3 separate regions of the Mus musculus genome follow, and regions 2 and 3 are each linked to region 1. Evidence: chromatin contacts called from public ChIA-PET and HiChIP or PLAC-seq data. All regions are on one chromosome and are shown on one strand. The core of a region is the stretch at or near the end of the contact, and the rest is flanking DNA. Distances in the headings are between cores, read along the strand shown. Region 1 holds the start of Aph1a (aph1 homolog A, gamma secretase subunit). Region 2 has its middle 20 kb from the start of Adamtsl4. Region 3 overlaps Vps45 (vacuolar protein sorting 45).

The links. ChIA-PET counts read pairs in DNA pulled down with a chosen protein or histone mark. HiChIP or PLAC-seq counts read pairs in DNA pulled down with a chosen protein or histone mark.
Region 2: an H3K27ac HiChIP or PLAC-seq map of microglia shows a contact between it and region 1, with 3 times the contacts expected there. The contact joins the enhancer-like site here to the promoter of Aph1a in region 1. A contact is called at or near these places in 2 of 39 promoter capture datasets (hematopoietic stem and progenitor cells and liver) and 4 of 115 datasets of contacts at active chromatin or transcription factors (the 230-238 cell line, bone marrow-derived macrophages, microglia and 1 more).
Region 3: an RNA polymerase II ChIA-PET map of memory CD8 T cells shows a contact between it and region 1, with 276 read pairs. The contact joins the enhancer-like site here to the promoter of Aph1a in region 1. A contact is called at or near these places in 2 of 39 promoter capture datasets (hematopoietic stem and progenitor cells and macrophages), 7 of 115 datasets of contacts at active chromatin or transcription factors (the 230-238 cell line, T-cell acute lymphoblastic leukemia, bone marrow-derived macrophages and 4 more) and 5 of 9 other capture datasets (adipose tissue, embryonic stem cells, liver and 2 more).

What each region holds. Positions count from the first base shown.
Region 1 is chr3:95,892,590-95,895,213 of GRCm38.p6, forward strand. It overlaps Aph1a (aph1 homolog A, gamma secretase subunit), which reads left to right and starts at 1,332. Exons shown (of 6, transcript NM_146104.3): 1 at 1,332-1,694; 2 at 2,232-2,402; 3 at 2,554-2,624. The coding sequence starts at 1,582.
Region 2 is chr3:95,706,165-95,708,788 of GRCm38.p6, forward strand. No RefSeq gene overlaps it. Among named protein-coding and RNA genes, the nearest start is that of Adamtsl4, 20 kb to the left of the region's middle. Within about 2 kb of position 1,332, at least 77 of the 459 cell types and tissues checked have an H3K27ac peak or open chromatin away from gene starts, as enhancers often do. A contact at or near this core is called in bone marrow-derived macrophages, hematopoietic stem and progenitor cells, microglia and 1 more, where this site is marked.
Region 3 is chr3:96,030,830-96,033,453 of GRCm38.p6, forward strand. It overlaps Vps45 (vacuolar protein sorting 45), which reads right to left. Exons shown (of 15, transcript NM_013841.3): 12 at 1,950-2,057; 13 at 177-298. Among named protein-coding and RNA genes, the nearest start is that of Vps45, 26 kb to the right of the region's middle. Within about 2 kb of position 1,307, at least 81 of the 459 cell types and tissues checked have an H3K27ac peak or open chromatin away from gene starts, as enhancers often do. A contact at or near this core is called in the 230-238 cell line, T-cell acute lymphoblastic leukemia, adipose tissue and 4 more, where this site is marked.

The DNA.
Region 1 (2,624 bases), core at 82-2,581:
TCTGATGTGCTCATCTGGCCTCCAAGAGCACCGAGCACATACATGTTGCACAGATATACATGACACAACCCCCTCCCACACACATAAAAATAGCTATTAGAACAAAAGAAAAGCTCCACAAGCCTCACATACCTAGTAAATACTTGCTAAGCATCTAAAATGAGTCCTTGAACACCGTGCAAGTGGCTGTGGGCTCATCATGCACAGATTGTTCCCCACAGCTGCTAACAGCTCACAGAGAAGAGTGGCCCAGACTCAGCCTGTTGAACACACATGGAATCCTGAACACTGGCCAAGATGTTCCCATCCTCCTAACCTTGGGGAACAATGTGTCTAGTGACCGCCAGACCCCCCCAACCCTCCACCCCCCCTACCCTCCCATCCCCCCCACCCCCCCACCTCCACTGATTCCCCTCCTAGTGACTTTTTGCAAAAACCTCCAGGAAGCCCGGTAATCTTTTAAATTTTTCTGTAGTTTGTTGTTGCTTTGTATGTACCCTCAAAAAACGATTTTTCTCATATATGATCAAAATGCTCAGATCCCATCATAGGATTCCTCTGTTCTGCAGACTCCTAAGGACCAACCCGTCCTCATACAAATGATGATTCCTGATAATATGAAATCTCTCTCCCCAGCCTGAGGAAAAGACACCACTCAAGTTTATTTTCCAGACTATAAATAAAGGAAGTATGACATCAAAGGAACCAAGCAGCTCGGCGTGGGGCGGGGGTGGAGGGGATGGGTGTAATTTCCTCTCAGTCCCATTGCTCTAGTTGCTTTGTGACTCCACGATTCCTTCCAAACATTTTCCTAATATTTCTCTCCCGGCTCCTCCTGCTTTTCTCATTCTGTCATTACAGAATACAAGTGGAGGCTTCATTTAAGACGTAATTCCTATACCAGGCTGCCCAAAGAGTTCCAACTTTTAAGCCTAACTTTGATCCCTCAGGATGCTTCTCTGGGTCATTTCCTCTAATTCAACTTAAGAACAATGTCCGTCCCTATCTTCCCACAACCTCTATCCTGTGCTCTTTTTTATTTGTCTCTAGAGTCAAACAGGATCTTCCTCCGACAAAGCTCCTCTAGTAATAGGTAGGGTGGCTATCACCCTTCTCTACCGAAAGAAAGGAAACCGTGGCCAAGGCGCCAGCGAACCCAGGAATCATTGTTCTGATTGGGCCCAGACTCCAGCCTACTCTTCTGAAGCCACTCCCAGCACCAAGAGGAGGGCTCTGAGGATGAGAGACTACAACTCCCAGAAGGCCATGCCGCCATGACCCCGCCTCTGCAGTTCCGCCCCACCAAGTATTCATTGGCCTTCCGGGGGTGGGAATTAGATGGGAGGTGGCCATGGGGCAGCGACCGGGGGTTGTTCCCTCTTCGGCTTCCGTAGACGAGGTCGGGCGGACCTTCGTCCGGGGTTTCGGCACCCCCCCTTCCCCTTCCCCGGGGTCCGGGGGTGACATTGCACCGCGCCCCTCCTGGGGTTGCGTCCTCGCCCCACGCGGACTCCCCCTCGGCGCGCAGCTCCCTTTCGCCTTCCTTGGCCGGGGTTCCCTCCCTTCCCCAGCTGCCCAGTCATGGGGGCTGCTGTGTTTTTCGGATGCACCTTCGTCGCGTTCGGCCCAGCCTTCTCCCTTTTCCTGATCACTGTAGCTGGAGACCCACTTCGGGTTATCATCCTGGTGGCGGGGTGAGTGTCGAGTGGTGGAGACGGGGCCGAACGTAGAGAAAAAGGTGCAGAAAGGGCTGGAGGAACTGGAGCAGGCTTGGGAGCCTGAGTTGGGGGGCAGAAGTCGGAAAAGGTTGGACACAGGGTCAAATCGTGATCTAGGAGAATTTCCCGCAGTCGGCTTCCGCCTTCCAGGGATTTCACAGATTCTTCCTGTAGTCCTCCCGGCAACGTCAGAGAAGGCCCAAGGCCAAGATTAATGAGGGGGCTGTGCTGACCTCGGCCAGCCAAGGATCTTGGAATGGATACCTAGTCTGTCCGTTCATGCCCACACACTTTGACTCTAATGAAGACTCTAACCAGATCTCTACCCTTTCTGCTGCTTTCAGATTCTTACAAATGAGTCTGTTGGTGGAGACACTTATCTGGTCCCTGTCTCCCTTACCATCCGGAAGTCTAACTTCCACTTTTCATACATTCCATCCTTGGCTGGCTCCCTCCTTGATTTTTCCATCTGCTCCTGTCTTTGCCTCTCTCATTGCCCTTGTGTTTTCTCAGAGCCTTTTTCTGGCTGGTCTCCCTGCTCTTGGCTTCTGTGGTCTGGTTCATCTTGGTCCATGTGACAGACCGATCAGATGCACGGCTCCAGTATGGCCTCCTGATTTTTGGTGCTGCTGTCTCTGTCCTTCTACAGGAAGTGTTCCGTTTTGCTTACTACAAGCTCCTTAAGTAAGGACAAGGGGGGCTCTGGAAGGGAGGGGGGACAGTGGTGTGCATGGCGGGAAGTGGGCCAGCCCTGCGATGGTGGTTGGAGTAAGGGTCGTTAAAGGGAGGGTATTGGAGGGGAAGGAACATCCCTGCCCTTCCTTCTGTTTCCCAGGAAGGCAGATGAGGGCTTAGCATCACTGAGTGAGGACGGAAGATCACCCATCTCCATCCGACAGATGGCCT
Region 2 (2,624 bases), core at 82-2,581, 190 kb before region 1:
GAGAAAAAGGAAAGAGAATGCTGGTGTGATGGCACACCTGAAACCTAGGCTAAGGCAAGAGAATCTTAGGTTTGAGGCCAGCCTGGGCTACATAGTGACTTCCAAGACAGCCAAGGCGACATAGAGAAACCTGTCCCTAAAACAGCCATCAGTCCTAAAAGGGATGTCTTCATTAAACCTTTCTTCTCAGGGCTCAGGGAGCTATGAGGAAGAGGAAGCAGAAAAACTGTAAGAGCCAGCAGGGATGATGACACCAAAGAAACAGTGTGTTCCAGACACCAGGGCTGACACACATGTGAACTCTCAGTCTGTGGCAGCATGCATGGGCTAGCACAATGCAAGAGGGAGGGGAAGCCACTGCTACAAGGGGAAGTGGATACGGGGGGCTCCCATCCCTAACCAAGGAGGTCTCCAAGCGACATCTACTTGCAAAGGAAACAGATTTTCTCCAATACAATCTCACTGGGTATATTAACCACACTTACGGTAAGGCCCTGTGCCCAGCAACAGATGGCCAACCCCACACAAAACAAACTCAATGTACTTTTGTACACTTTTTGTCTGTCTCATATTGATTTGTTTTTTGTTTTTAAATTTTTATTTATTTATTTATTTATTTATTTATTTATTTATTTTGCTTGTGTATTGTTTTCTGGTTTTGTGTTTTTATTTTTTTGCTGTTGTTCCCTCCTCACCCCTACCACCCACTCCCAGCCAGTGTCTCTCTGTTCCTTGTGCTATTTTTGTTTGTTTGTTTGTTTGTTTTGGTTTTTCGAGACAGGGTTTCTCTGTGTAGCCCTGGCTGTCCTGGAACTCACTCTGTAGACCAGGCTGGCCTCAAACTCAGAAATCCTCCTGCCTCTGCCTCCCAAGTGCTGGGATTGAAGGCGTGTGCCACCACTGCCCGGCTTGGTTTTGGTTTTTGATTTTGTATTTAAAATTGTTTTCTCTGGTTTTTTTGGTTCTTTTTTGTTTGTTTGTTTGTTTGTTTGTTTGCTAGTTAGTTTTTCGAAAGAGAAAGAGAAAGCAGGTATGAAGGAAGGTGGGCGGGTGGGGGAGGTAAAAAGGCTCTGGAGGAGTCGGGGGAGGGAAACTGTGATCAGAATATACTGTATGAAAAAGATTACTAGTTCAAGGTTATCCTCAGCTACATAACACATTTAAGGCTAGCCTGAGCTACATGGGTCCCTGCCTCAGAAAACAAAAACAAAAGGTCTGGAGAGATGGTTCAGCCGGCAAGAGGCATAAGTTTGCTCTTCTGGGGGACACCGGTTCAATTCCCAGCACCTACATGGCAGCTCATTCCAGCCCTAGTATCATTCAGATACTGTCTTCCTCAGGCACTAGGCACAGATTCAGTGCACGGTCAATCATGCTGGCAAGATACCCATACCATGGTGGGTAGGCCGTAAGATGCTTCAGGATCATAAGGGCTTCGTGACCCTAAAGTGGAATTTCTTGTCAGGGAATGCCATGATGAAGGGACAGGATAGGGCCCTGGGTTTAGTCACTTCCTCTCTCTGTGGTTCAGTTCTTCAGTCTGCGGGCTGTGGTGAGAGACACATGTAAGAGAAAACGCTTTGTAAGCTGAGAAGGTTCCAGAAGACAGAAGGAGATGAGAACCTGACGGTAAAGAGCCTGCTCTCTGGGAATGTGAGTCACCCACCCAAGCCCGCCCTTAGGGAAACCCAGGTCAACCATGAAGTATTTGCCAGTATCACCCTCTTTATTTGTTTTATGGAGACTGGATCATCCCTGTGTCGCCCTGGCTGGCCTGAAATTTATATCAATCCTCTCTGCCTCCGACTGAACCGTCAAGATTACAACCATATGCCACAATGCCTGTATGGGGGTTTTGCCTGAATGTATGGCTATATACAACATGTGCCTGCCTACTTGGAGGTCAGAAGAAGGCATTAAGTCCCATGGAACAGGAGTTACAGACACTTATTAGCCACAATATAGGTGCCTGGAATTAGACTTATATCCTTTGCAAGAGCAGCCCGTGCTCTTAACCACTTAGCCACTGCTCTTGTCTTCTCAAATATTTTTTTAAAGATTTATTTATTTGTTTTATGTAAGTACACTGTAGCTGTCTTCACACACATCAGAAGAAGGCATCAGATCCCATTACAGATGGTTGTGAGCCACCTTGTGATTGCTGGGAATTGAACTCAGGACCTTTGGAAGAGCAGTCAGTGCTTTTAAACCCTTAGCCACCTCTCCAGCACCCTGGCCACTCTTTACAAGAAGTTTCTGTCTGGTCAAAGAGGAAGCAGACAAAACAGCTATTAAATGAAAGAGGAGGGGTGGATACAGGGGAAATGGGAATATTGATTGGCTCCTGATGGCCTGCTATGGAAAAATTTCCCCACCCTATTTGAAGGGACCGTTTGTTATAAGTGAGGGTTTCCTGAACCTCAAATCTCCGTGTGTAAGAGTTACCCTGGAGAGAAGCAGACAAGAGGAAAAGAAGAAAACTTCAGTGTCCACTCCAGGAGAGTCAAGCAGGGTGGCCAAAGTGAGGCCTCATTCTTCTGGGACTGGGGACAAGGTGGCTGATCTCTGGCTTTCTCTGAATCTTAAGGGAGCAGGGTCCTGATCCAGCTATATGTAGGAAGACA
Region 3 (2,624 bases), core at 57-2,556, 140 kb after region 1:
CAGAATTCAGATGTTTTTACAATCACAGGACTTCGGAACCCAGCTCTTAGTAGTGCCCACTGTCCCTACATGGCAGGTTGTTTCTCTAAGGCCAAGATCTGGATGTCTTGGGCACTTCCAGTTTCTCTGGCTTGTTCTGTGATCCTAGTTTTTATTTCTAATCTTTGTTACCTTACCTGTCTCTGAGTGTGCTGGGGCCTAAATAAGGATAGAGGTTTTCCTTAAGCCTTCCTTTGATGAGATGATCCAGGGTCTCATGCAGGAAAGGCTGGTGCTGTGTATACACATTTTCCACTCCCTAAAATATGGAAATGGTTCTCATGTTATTTGGGGAAGCTAGCAATATGACAGTAATGATACATCAGAAAAGGAACATATACTCAATGGAAGCCTTATGGGATAGAATCAAACTGGAACTGGATAGAAATCAAACAGACCCCAACAGGACATTTGTGTCTGTGTGTAAGTAAAGGTGTGGATGTGTGTGCACGCACATGGACGTCAGAGGTCAGCACTGGCTGCTCTCCTCAGTGCCTCTTCACCATCATCTCCGAGACAGGCTCTATTCTTGAACCCAGAGCTCTCAGGTTTGGTTAGACTGGCTGGCCAGAGAGCTTGAGGGGGTCCCCTCCCCCTTCTATGCACACACTTCAGCACTGTGGGGTACAGTTACACACCACTGTATTTGACTTTTATGTATTTGATGGGGATCTAAACTCCAGTTTGAGCAGCAATCACTTCACTGAGTGAACCATCTCCCCAGTCTAGAACTTTAGAATATGTAAAAATTATTTTAATTAGACAGAATTGTTCCAATCTTACAAAAGTACTAATTTTTTAAAAAAGTACTAAATTAAGGCTAGTTATTTTCAATATGGCTTCAATAAACTTTTCAAGGAATTTAAAAATCTGGAATCTTTTATCTTGTCTGAATCTCATTCTTTGTGAAACAAAAAGAAAGGCCTGTAGCAGAGTTGGTAAGCCATAGGGTAGAAGAACACCAGGAAACTCATGGAAAGCTAAGAACAGGCCAGGGGCCAGAGAAGCGGTGCCGCTGGTACAGTGCCCCCCACCCCACGAACACGGGGGGGCCGTCAGAAAAGCTTCCTACCAAGTAAAAAGCTGGCCTACGAGAGCCCCGTGAAGGCACTGTCAGCCTGGCAGACTCTAGAATTACCTGGTCCATGGACTTCTAGGCATGCCTGTAAGGAATTGCCTTGATTATGTTACCTCACATGGAAAGACCATCTTAACTGTGGCCAAGACTTCACTAGTGAGTGGAGAAAGTGAGCCACACTTATTGTTGTCCTCTGTCTGTGTGACTGACTTCCCAGCAACGGATGGTTGTGCTTTCTCTTGAATTTCCTTCAAAGAGAAGCTTGTGGGCTTGAGGTGCAGCTCAGTTGGCAGACTTTGTTTATCATGCATAGACCCTTGAATTCTATTCCCAGCACAGCATAAACTTGCTGTAGTGGTGTATACCCAGAACTTGGGAGCTGGACAAATTCAAGGTCATCCTTGGCTACATAGTGAGTTTGAAACCAGCCTGCCCTACATGAGACTCCTCAAAAACAAAACCAACCAACCAACCAAAAAACAGAAAAACCACAAACCACCAACACACACACACACACACACACACACACACACACAGAGAGAGAGAGAGAGAGAGAGAGAGAGAGAGAGAGAGTGAGCGCAAGCACTAGCTTAATACAGTTTAAATTACAAACACGGGAAAAAGAGCTGTGACTGGCAGAACTGTGCACACTTCCTGGAAGTGACCCGTCACTGCATCAGTCCCGCTCGGCTCCCTGGCAGTGCAGGCACACTACAGCACAGAGGCAGCGTTTCAAGAAATTGTCCTTTGTGGATTCACTGGGCGGACATAGCTCTACAATTCAGAATATACTGTTAGAATCATATCAGCCACACTCAGACTAAAGCTATACCTTCAGTCCTTTGAGAAACTGCTTGGTAATAGCCACAGCATCTTTGGGACTGAAGAGGTCACTTCCTCTAACCCGTTTACCACCATATTCAACAACTGCCGACACAAGCTATAAAAGAAAAAAAGAAGAAACAACTTTTTATTGCTTAGGTATCAGGAAGCTCATTTCATAAAAAATAACTTTATTAGGGCAATGAAGACACGAGAGGACGGAACTGTGCACCTTGTAAATAAACAGTATATGATGTATTTTTTGTTGGGGCTGAGACTATAACAGACGTGGCTTCTGTGGTTTGGGCTTACTATATAAATTTGGGATTGGGTTTTGTGCTATGCTGTGAGTGAGTGTTCTCTGAGCCAAGCAACTGCCATTAGGGAGCTCAGCTGTGCCCTTGCTAAAGACTCCTCTCTGCGGGCCTCTGTGACTGCGTGTGCCCCACCCACCAGATTATCCAGCTGCTCCTAACCACCTGTTGTATGCAACTCTGCCTTAATGGCATATGGCTTCAGGAAGGGGACACAGGGAGGGGGAACTAGAGAAGGGGAACACTATCTCTGCAGGATTGGGGGGGGCACGCATCCCTGCTGGGTAAAGGCTTTCCCAGGGAGAGGAGCACCCACACCCCTCACCTGTGCTTTGTCAGGAACTCCAATAAACTGTGGCAGAACCATGACT